Regions from separate parts of the Mus musculus genome. Here region 2 is linked to region 1. Evidence: chromatin contacts called from public Hi-C data. All regions are on one chromosome and are shown on one strand. Each heading gives the region's core, a stretch centred on a gene start, on an enhancer-like site or on the middle of the called end of the contact. The rest is flanking DNA. Distances are from core to core; before and after follow the strand shown.

What was found. Hi-C and Micro-C count contacts between places; a contact is called where the count stands out from the background.
Region 2: a Hi-C map of the G1E-ER4 cell line shows a contact between it and region 1, with 1.9 times the contacts expected there. The contact joins two enhancer-like sites. A contact is called at or near these places in 2 of 39 promoter capture datasets (cranial neural crest and hippocampal neurons), 1 of 15 datasets of contacts at CTCF or cohesin (the G1E-ER4 cell line), 9 of 484 Hi-C or Micro-C datasets (the G1E-ER4 cell line, cerebral cortex, embryonic stem cells and 2 more) and 3 of 115 datasets of contacts at active chromatin or transcription factors (astrocytes and embryonic stem cells).

The regions. Positions count from the first base shown.
Region 1 is chr8:95,980,620-95,985,492 of GRCm38.p6, forward strand. No RefSeq gene overlaps it. Among named protein-coding and RNA genes, the nearest start is that of Gm31892, 24 kb to the right of the region's middle. Within about 2 kb of position 2,787, at least 1 of the 459 cell types and tissues checked has an H3K27ac peak or open chromatin away from gene starts, as enhancers often do. A contact at or near this core is called in the G1E-ER4 cell line, where this site is marked.
Region 2 is chr8:96,293,962-96,298,834 of GRCm38.p6, forward strand. No RefSeq gene overlaps it. Among named protein-coding and RNA genes, the nearest start is that of Gm32005, 13 kb to the right of the region's middle. Within about 2 kb of position 2,505, at least 1 of the 459 cell types and tissues checked has an H3K27ac peak or open chromatin away from gene starts, as enhancers often do. A contact at or near this core is called in the G1E-ER4 cell line, where this site is marked.

The DNA of each region.
Region 1 (4,873 bases), core at 1,537-4,036:
AGGCAGATTTTCCCAATTAAACCATCACTTACAACCCTGTGCATCTCAAATATGTAAATAAGCTTCCTCTGGGTTTGTGTGACAGGCATTTGCATCATCATGGGTGTTTTGACAACATTACTGGAGATGAAAGCAATTCTGCCATACTCCCAACTCCTTCAAAATACCCCCTTCTTTATCTTTCATTCACTCATGCAAATAAATAAAACTTGCCTTACCTGTTTTATATATATAAAAAAAAAACTTGTCTAACTCAGATATATGTAAAAGATAGTGCCTCTCAATTTTGTCAGAAATATGCTAAATGCAATGTTAAATGTTTAAGCATTATGACAGAGACTCTCAAAGCCTAACAGTGACCCACATCCCCAAGGTCTCTGAGAAGATCTGGGCACAGCAACAAGCCTGCCTAGACTGTGCTATGATATCCACTGAGAAACACTGCTACATTGCCTCCCCTGCTGCCAGGGCTTGGCCTACACTGTGGACAAACAGAGGATACCCAGAGAGTTAAACGTCTCATATTGCCTACGACAAGTGAGTCATTTGTCCCATGTTCCTACTCCACAGGAAAAAGCTTCATGTCTTCTGAGCCTTATGGCTCAACTGACTGCCCAAATTGTGATGGAGACCACAGGGACCTGGGAAAACTGTCTAGGTAATGGATTGACCAACCTTTGCCATTTTAATTTATGACATCTAGATTATAATGCATTCTTCCAAGATCACAACAACCCTATTCTTGCTTCACCATTACCTCTTTCCAGTTTTTTCCTTTCTAAATTGGAGAAATGTTAGCATTCCTTCTGGGCTCTGCCCCAGTTACCTGGCAACAGTCTGGTAGGCCTGGCTTACTATAAAAGGTGCTGTTTGCCCCCTCCCCATTCTCTTATTCTCTCTGTCTTCTCTCCCTGACCCCTTTTTTCCTCTCCCCCTCCCCCTCCTCCTCCCCCCTCCTTCACTCTCTCCACGTGTTCCTGGCTGGCCTTTCCTCTTCTTGTCTTCTCCTCCTCCTTCCTTTTCCTCCTTTCCCTCTTTTCTTCCTCCTCCTCCTTCCCCCCCACCCCTCTCTCTCTCTCCTCTGTCTCTACTCCCTTCTCAATAACCCTTTCCATGAAATAAACTCTATTCTATACTATACTCGTTGCATGGCTGGTACCTTATGGGGAAGGGGTGTATCAGCATGGGCCTGCTGAGGCACCCCTCCCACCTCATCATACTGCACTACCAAAATGTATCGTTCTCTCTCTCTCTCTCTCTCTCTCTCTCTCTCTCTCTCTCTCTCTCTCATACAACACTACCTGTCCTGCCTCCCTCCTCCCTTTCCTGTCCAATTTAAATTGAAAGTGGTTATTTTTAATCCTCGCTCTCAACTGTGTTCAACCCATGTCCTCACTATGGTGCTGATTGCCAGTAAGGAAGCTCACTAGAAGAGAGATGGCAAGTACCATCTGCAAACAGTGTGGGAAGAGAGGAAAGGAAGAAAAGTAGAGACTCCCCCTCTCTGAATCTAGGAAGCAAGAGCTTCTCAAAAAAAAAAAAAAAGGTTTGCTGTTTTGTGAGTTTTCTAGCTAGAACTCCATAAGATGAGAGAAAAGGCAGATTATAAAGCAGAAGGTTTGGTGTCATGGATTTGGCATCAGTCAAAGGGCCATTTTTGAAACCATATAGGAGAAGTGATCTGGAAATATACCTAGGGGTGGCTCAAGATGAAAGATGCAATTAAAAAAATAAGTAAATGTCTCAATATTGATAACACAAGGACACAAATAGCCCATAGATGTGTTTTGTTTGGTTTTCATAGTGCTTTAAAATATTTTTATTGTTATTCAATTATGTAGTCAATATTCAATTAGGTATTCAACACGAGATTTCATTTATTCAGTTAGATAACATGTGTTTAAAAAGTCTAAGTATATACATTGTATTAATGAAAACTGTTTTAAATGCATCATAAACATCCAGAAATTTATTTCTCACAGCACCCCTGAGCTAGATTTCAGTACTGTTCCTACTTTGTAGATGTGGAAACAGTGGTGTTAAATAAGTTGTGCAATGTTGTGTCTTCTTATTGTGACGTTAAAGCAATCTGATGTTTTCACTTACAAAACTGAGAACCCATATTTCTGATCTCTAGGATAGCGAAAACTTCTGATGAGCCAGTTCTCAGCCACTGGCTAATGCATACCTGAGTTGGACAGGAAAGTATGTTTGTATTTCTCATTTCTCTACGATATTGGGGATGTCTGATGAGCTGGCTTTCAGTCATAGGGCAAAGCATAGGACAGAGTGTTATATTCTGTCGGATTATTCACATATACTTTTCTCTGTAACTGGCCCACTTCAAAACTTTCTATTATTTTCTTCCTATTCATCCAGGGAATTGAACAAATAACATCTGAGATAGTCATAGCCAAGAAACCCTTTAGAAGGCTTATTCCAAACACCCTGACACTCACCTCTGTGGCAGTTGTAGTCACCTCTCTCTCAGCGATACGCAGCAGATGATGAAAGCTGAACTAGAAGCTAAGGACACAACTCTAGAGAGATACAGAATGGAACTCCAGCCTGGTGGGAGATGATGGTGGCAATCCACTGCTGCTCTTGATACATGACAGAGGAAGGAATATGGGAAGGGTCTCTTTGGACAACCAGCTCTGAGGAGGTAGCCTCTGTAACCTGGTAGGAGCCAGTCACTTATGGTGGTAGACATAATCTCCTGAGAACAGTTTTCTGGAGAAAGCATCGGGAACAAAGGGCAGGTGCAAAGGCTGGAGAATGGAGAGCAAGCAGAAGAAACAGGCATGCACATTTTTATGACTGGGGGTAGATACATTGTGAGAGACACTTCCTAGCTGCATTTATTGGTGAAGACACTGCTCCCTCCATCCTGGGTCTGGAACCCAAAGCCTGGTACATGCTAAGCATATGTTCTTCTACTGAGTCACACCATCCAGTTCACTGCATTGGTTTCTGTTTCACAGTATTCTTTAACCTTAACTTGCAAATGGAAACACCAATGTTTTGCTGTAATAATGACCGCAGTGATACTTGCAAAGTATTTGCTAGAAAACACAACATATTACAGATGTTCATCAATATAGCTATTACCACAACTGCCTTTTTTTTTTTTTTTTTTTTTTTTTTGGTGCTGAAGTCAAACACAGGGCCCTGTGCAGTGTAGGCAAGTGCTTTACCACTGGGCTATAGCCTCAGCACATGTTTTAAAAAGATAGATTATCAATGTGCAGCCCAGGCTTGCCACAAACCTGCAATCCTTGTGCTCCAGCCTCCCAAGTGCTGCTGGGGTCTGACAAACTTTAATTCTACAGTGACTGGCACTGATGACAACACTGATAAGGTTAACGGTCTGTATTACTACTGTTATTGGAGCATCCACTTGGTGCCACGAGATGAGAGAAATCATTGTTTTCTTAAGTACCCCTCACAAAGAGAAGGAGCCTGGATAGAATAATATACAGTGAAGAAACCCTTAGATGACAAGGCATTGGGAAAGAGCAAGTTAAAAGAAAAAAAGGAAATCAAACAGAGCAGCAAAAATGTTCACGCTAAAATTCAGCGATAAAACCCATAGACTAACAGAACCCCCCAGCACCAGGCACAAGAAATCCTTTGTATGGTTGGCTAGGGACATCCAGGAGACTTCCAGATAATAGAGACTATTATTGAAGTTGAAAGCAAGCCCCTGTAGCTGAAGACAGCACACACACAGGACACACACAGGACTGAGATCGTTTGAGTTAGAGCTAACATGAGGGCTTCTTTCTTGGGGGTCTTACTTCTGTGGTTCCAGAAAACACTATGCAAACTGCTAAAGGAAGGAAGGAAGCAAGCAAGCAATTAATTAATAATCCTATCTAGATGCGCCATCTATGAATCACAGCAGTGACCAGCTTGGCAAGATAGCCTGAAAGGCACAAGAGGTGACACCCATATGTTAAGATGGTAACCAGTGGCTGTCATATAAGACTTAGGGCCACTCAACATGAGGGAACTCATACTTAGTACTAGAAACCTAGCCAACTTTCTGGGGCTCGTGAGGTCATGGACCTTAGAAAAGAATCTACTGCCGACACTTTGCTAGACCAGCACAGTTCCTTACTACATTCCAGATCTTACCCTTATACCGACAGATAAGTGCAGCTACCACCCCTCATCAAAGAAGCCACAACTGGTCACAACGCAGAGATGGATGGAATGTGGGGAGCCCGGGACCGGTGGCTACATCCACATCACATCTCCTGTATCCTGGCTCAGAGAGCACCAAGGAAAGGGAGGCAGGAAGACTGTAAGAGCCAGAGTACAGAAGTTTGCTGTCAAGCATTGTCTCCTAGAAATGGATGCAGAAAGCAGACGGAAACAAGACAGTATCAATGGAGATGTTAATGTGGATGGGAATTTTTTTGCAGGGTCCACTCGTGAACAAAGAGCTTCAGGCAACTGACTGGTGGGAAAGGGAGAATTAGCCTCTGCCAGGGGTGAATCCCCTTAGAGGGGCAGTGTGGTCCAAAGCAGTGTGGTTAGCTCTGAAATGATATACCCCACCACCAAAAAGAGGCCATGACCTTGAGAGTAAGGGATATGAAGTGAGGGTATTTTAGGAAGGGCTGGAGGCAGGAAAGGGAGGGTAAATGATATAATTCTATTTCAATCAAAACATTTAAAAAATAAAAGACATATTAAAAAAATAACTGATTAAGAACAAGGTCTTGGGAGCTGGAGAGATGGCTCAGTGGTTAAGAGAAATGGCTGCTTTTCTAGAGAGTGTCTGGATTCAATTTAAAGTATATTTAAACATTTAAATAAGAAACAATAAAATTCCATGACAACCTTCTGCTCTGAAGGTGCAGCA
Region 2 (4,873 bases), core at 1,255-3,754, 310 kb after region 1:
TAAGAGTCTCTCTCTTTCTCTGTCTGTCTTAATTATGTATCTCAGGTTGAATTAGAACTCATGGTCCTCCTGTTGCTGCTTCTTGAGTGCCAGGATTACAGACAGGTATGGGTCACCATGCTGGATCAGGTCTGTCTGCTGCCCCTGTCAGGTGTCTTGATGGAGAGTGTCTCTGAGTCCTTCTGCAGGAGCTGTGAATGTAGCATAGTAGGAGAGCACTTATATTGGCCTACATGTGTGAGGTATTGCGTTTAATTCGTAGCACTGAAAAAAGGAATAATTGCAAACCTTAGCATTTAGTTAAATTCTTTATTTTAATCCCCAGAGTTGGGGGAAGATGGACCTAAAGATTAGGATTAGAGGCAGAGCTTATACCTGACTTGTTATGAAACTTCCTTTCCTTCCTCTCATACCTTCTGGAAGCCCCCACACATTGTACAGCAATCAGATTAACTTTATATATTCTACCAGCTTCGGCTTATTTTAAAAACAGGATCCATGACTTTGCTTTTACTAAACTGAAGATATCCTTGTTTTAAGATCCTTCTTGCATCTTCAACAGTGATTCGTACCCAGATATTCTGATGTCATCTTATTTGGCTAATGAAAATGCAACCGGAATGGCTACAAATGGCTGCAATTCAAAATAAAAATGGAGCATTATCATATATACACATGCTGAGGAGATAACTAGATGATAATCAGGACCATGTATATGCAGAAAGGAGAGATACAGTCAATGATGTAATAAGAACCAGTGAACTTTGTATGTGGTGTAGTTATCTTGAGGGGGGGAAATTCCATTATTTAATACTGATATTTGAGAGTGCTGTGGGGCTAGCTTTTTTACCTCCATTTACTGAGAGCTTTGCAAAATGACCTTAAAGTTATATCGCCACAATACAGATTGCCTTATATTTTTGTTTGCCCTCTGCATTTACAGAGAGTCAAAGTAAGCATGAATTGAATAATGAGACACTGCTTTCTGCAGAGCAGTGGTTTTTTTAAAAAAGTGTAGCATGTCATTAACTCACTCTTTTCAAAGGGAGTTCAAATCAGTGTGTTAATGGAAGGATTTATTAACCAGCTGACTGAGACCCTACTCCATTAGAATAGAAACCTTGGTAGGCAAGGAGAATATCTTCCAGTGCTGATCATCTCAGTGTCCAAGATTGAGAGGTTGGGCTCACAAACCAAGAGGTTTACACTGCACTCTGAGAGGAAAGGGTTTGCTCATTTGGGTTTTGGAGCCAGAGACTACTGGTGTTGGGCACTAAGATCAGACACTTATTTTTCTGGAAGTGAACCACCAGTGCCCATGGCATCTGGCAGCTTCTGTAGTCTTCAGCTTTGGCAGCAGTGGTAGCAAATAGCAAGAATTGGCATAGATGGTGGTGTTTTCTGTGTGTGTGTGGTGTGTGTGGTGTGTGTGTGTGTGTGTGTGTGTGTGTGTGTGTGTGTGTGTGTGTGATATCATCTAATGCTGGAGTTCTGAGTGGTACCATCTAATACTGGTCTTAGGTGGTGCTGGGATTATCAAACTCTGTGGTGTCAAGGATTGCTGATTAAGAGTTAGTATAATATATTCAGCTCTTGATAGAAGCAAGCAGTACAGCTCTGGGGAGTTGATGTCCCCAGCTAGCCTAAGGTTTTCCTTACAGATCTTAAACCAGATATCTGAGGTCCTTTGGCTGTTCTCTGGAATCCTTAGTAACCAGGGTCCACAGTTTCTCTTATTCAGCTCTTCATATCCATCGTCACCTCTGTTCTCCATTGGCCTACTCTTGCCCTGAGACTCTTCAGGAGCCCTCTTGTTGCTACTGCCAACTTGCACTCTGCTACTGTTACCAGCTTTCAGTCTGATCAACTAATAAAGATCAAAAATAGTTTTTTTGTTTTTTAAACATCTGGGAGAAGCTTTTATTTGGCCTAGTGTTGTAGCAGCAGAGGCAACACAGGAGGCTGTCTTCTGATGCCTTAAATGTGCCAGATGGCCTATTCATAGACACAAAGGCAGTGTGATAAGGGTGCTTGCTTTAATAATGGCACAGTCCCAATCACCCGCATCAATCATGGAGTTCCGAACCCACAGATGAGGAACTGGTTTGAACCAATGGTAGGTCTTCTGGGAGGCCACCAAGAGCAAGTGCTCCTCCTCTGATCTGCCCGAATGAAAATGGCTGCAAGGTTATCTTTAGATAGATTAGTGTGATTCTTCCTACTGAAAGAACACAGGTGGAGCTGAGAGATTTATGAGTCAATATATTTGTTATTTTTTTTTAGCCTTTAAAAAAAACTAACAGGTAGAGAATACAGACACCCCTGCCCTGCCCTGTCCCGCAAAGTTGAACCTGCATTAAGTTTCAGTCTAATGCACTTACTATTTCTGCTATTTTCTGATTAGACTTGTCTTACTTGTCTAATTTTGCAGGAGAATTCATTTTACAGATGTTCTCACTTATCCTCTGAGGCCAGATGGGGCATAAATCTTAACAAGTAAGCACAAAATAGGATAAACGATCACTACCCAGGTTAGTTTGTATCATAAAAATGAATCCTATAAGCATGTAAATGTATGTAATTTTGAAATAAAATACCATCTGCTTTTACATCAAGAGATCCCATTAATTATCTATCCATGTTATTCTGTGGACATTCATCTTAGAGAGATAAAAAATGAAATTATCTAAATATGTAGTACTCAGTACTATTGCTTGTGCCAAATTAAAAAACATTTTTTTTTTCAATAAAGTGTGCTTAACTGAGTTAGGGTTTAAAGTCTGGAAGCAGTAGATTTCCCCAGAGTTGCATCAGATACTAGAATCAAGGGTTATTAACATTACAAAGAGCACCACTGTCCTACAGTGTCCCCGTTATCATTTTGAGCAGCTGCCTCAAGGCAACACATTTAACCTTGGGAAATGTGATAGAAATTGTGCATAGTCAAAACTGCAGTAGATTCCCTCAACTGGGATCTACCGTTAAGTGTTATTTAGCTGCAACACAACAGAAAGATGAAGCCCTTATCGCTTGATGTTTATCATTTCATTCTGAGTCCCTCAGTGCCGTTACATTACTTATAAACAGCAATATACCATTTGCTGGCAGGACATGGTTTTCCCTATTGAGAACGTTATTACAAAGAAAGGCCTCTGGAAAAGGTGTGTTAAATATTTAAAGATGGAGGCACATATAATTTTCCCCTAGGTATCTTAGTGCAAGATGCACAAGTTTGCATTTTGTTTTTTAAACTTAGGTTTTGGTTTCTATTTTGACAGAAAAAGGGCAGTTTATGTGATTACTTGCTAAGATTAGAAATGCTTTGGAAGAGGTACTGCTAAGTAGTCAAGATCCTGACATCTTGACTTCCCTTCAAGAATGGACTGTAATTTGGAATTATGAGCTAAATAAATCCTTTCTTCCTTAAATTGTGTTTATCAGAGTGGCCGTATTGTATAGTATGGACATCTAGTATAGTCCATACAGAAAAGTATACAACATCAGTATGTGTTTTGTTTATTTAATTTTCTAAGTATATTCATTATGTGTGTGTGCATATATGTTCCATGTCTTATCGTAGCAATGGGAAATGAAACTAAGATATACACATTCTGGTTTGCCTGTTGTTTGGAGAAGTTTTTTGATCTCCTTTTGTATGAATTGCCTAGAATATCTCTGTATCACAAGTTTAGTTTGAATCTCTTGAATTCGAGAAGACACAAGCAAATTAAAGCTATAAGGTGTAAGTAAGAATAACAGGGTCACACCTACTGATGACTGCAGAAAAAGCAGGAGACGAGAAAGCCATGACTATGACTGTCCCAGGATAGTTAGTTTTCCATAGCTTCCCCTCAGGAGTGAGATCCCTTGGATTGTAGACAAATGTGCAACAGAAACCACACTAGTTCTTGTATATTGAGACCATTTGAGAATAAAAAGGACAATTTTAAGAAGGAAAGCAATGGTAGAGTAGATTAGGAAGAAAGTAGAATACTCAGCCCTGAACTAAATGTCTTTATCGAAAGCTTCCCCTCAGAGCTCAGGGATCTATGAAGAAGAAGAGGAGGAGGAAGTCAGATTTTATGAGCCAGAGGTGGTGAGTGACACAAAGAAAACAGCATTGCTGCACGGATGAGCTCTTAGAGACTGAGACAGCATGTAAAAGACCTGCACACATTAAAACCAGACAAAAATCCAACACAGAGAAGTCCCACTACTAACCCAGAAGCTATTTGCAATTGAGAAGTAAGTGGAGAGGGAAAATTATTATTATTTTCCTCAGTGGAATAACACAAAGTATACCAAATACAGTCCTGGGCAGGCCTCATGCTCAGGAGTAGTTGGCTAACACAAATAAGACTATACTTTAAAATTTTGTGTGTGTGTGTTTTTAAAGAGAGATAAAAAAACATGAAGTTGGGAAGTAGTGGTGGAGTCTGGTACAAGTTGGAGGAGAGGGAAGAATGCCATCAAAATGCATTGAATGAAAAATTGTTTAAAAAAACCCAAAATGTATTGAATGAATATACACACACACACAGAAATTTAAAAACAAATGGATTTGGATAGCTCTAACCATTAATAATCAGACCCCCCTGTCCCCCGCCAGAGCTCCCAGGGACTAAGCCACCAACCAAGGGGTACACATGGCTCCAGCTGCATAAGTAACAAAGGATGGCCTTGTCAGGCATCAATGGGAGGAGAGGTCCTTGATCCTATGAAGATTTAATAGATGCCCCATTGTAGGGGAATCAAGGGTGGGGAAGTGGGAGTGGATGGATGGGTGGGTGGATGGTTACCCTCATAGAAGCAGGGTGAGGCAGATGGGATAGGGGGTTTCCAGGAGGTGGGGAAATTGGGAAAGGGGATAACA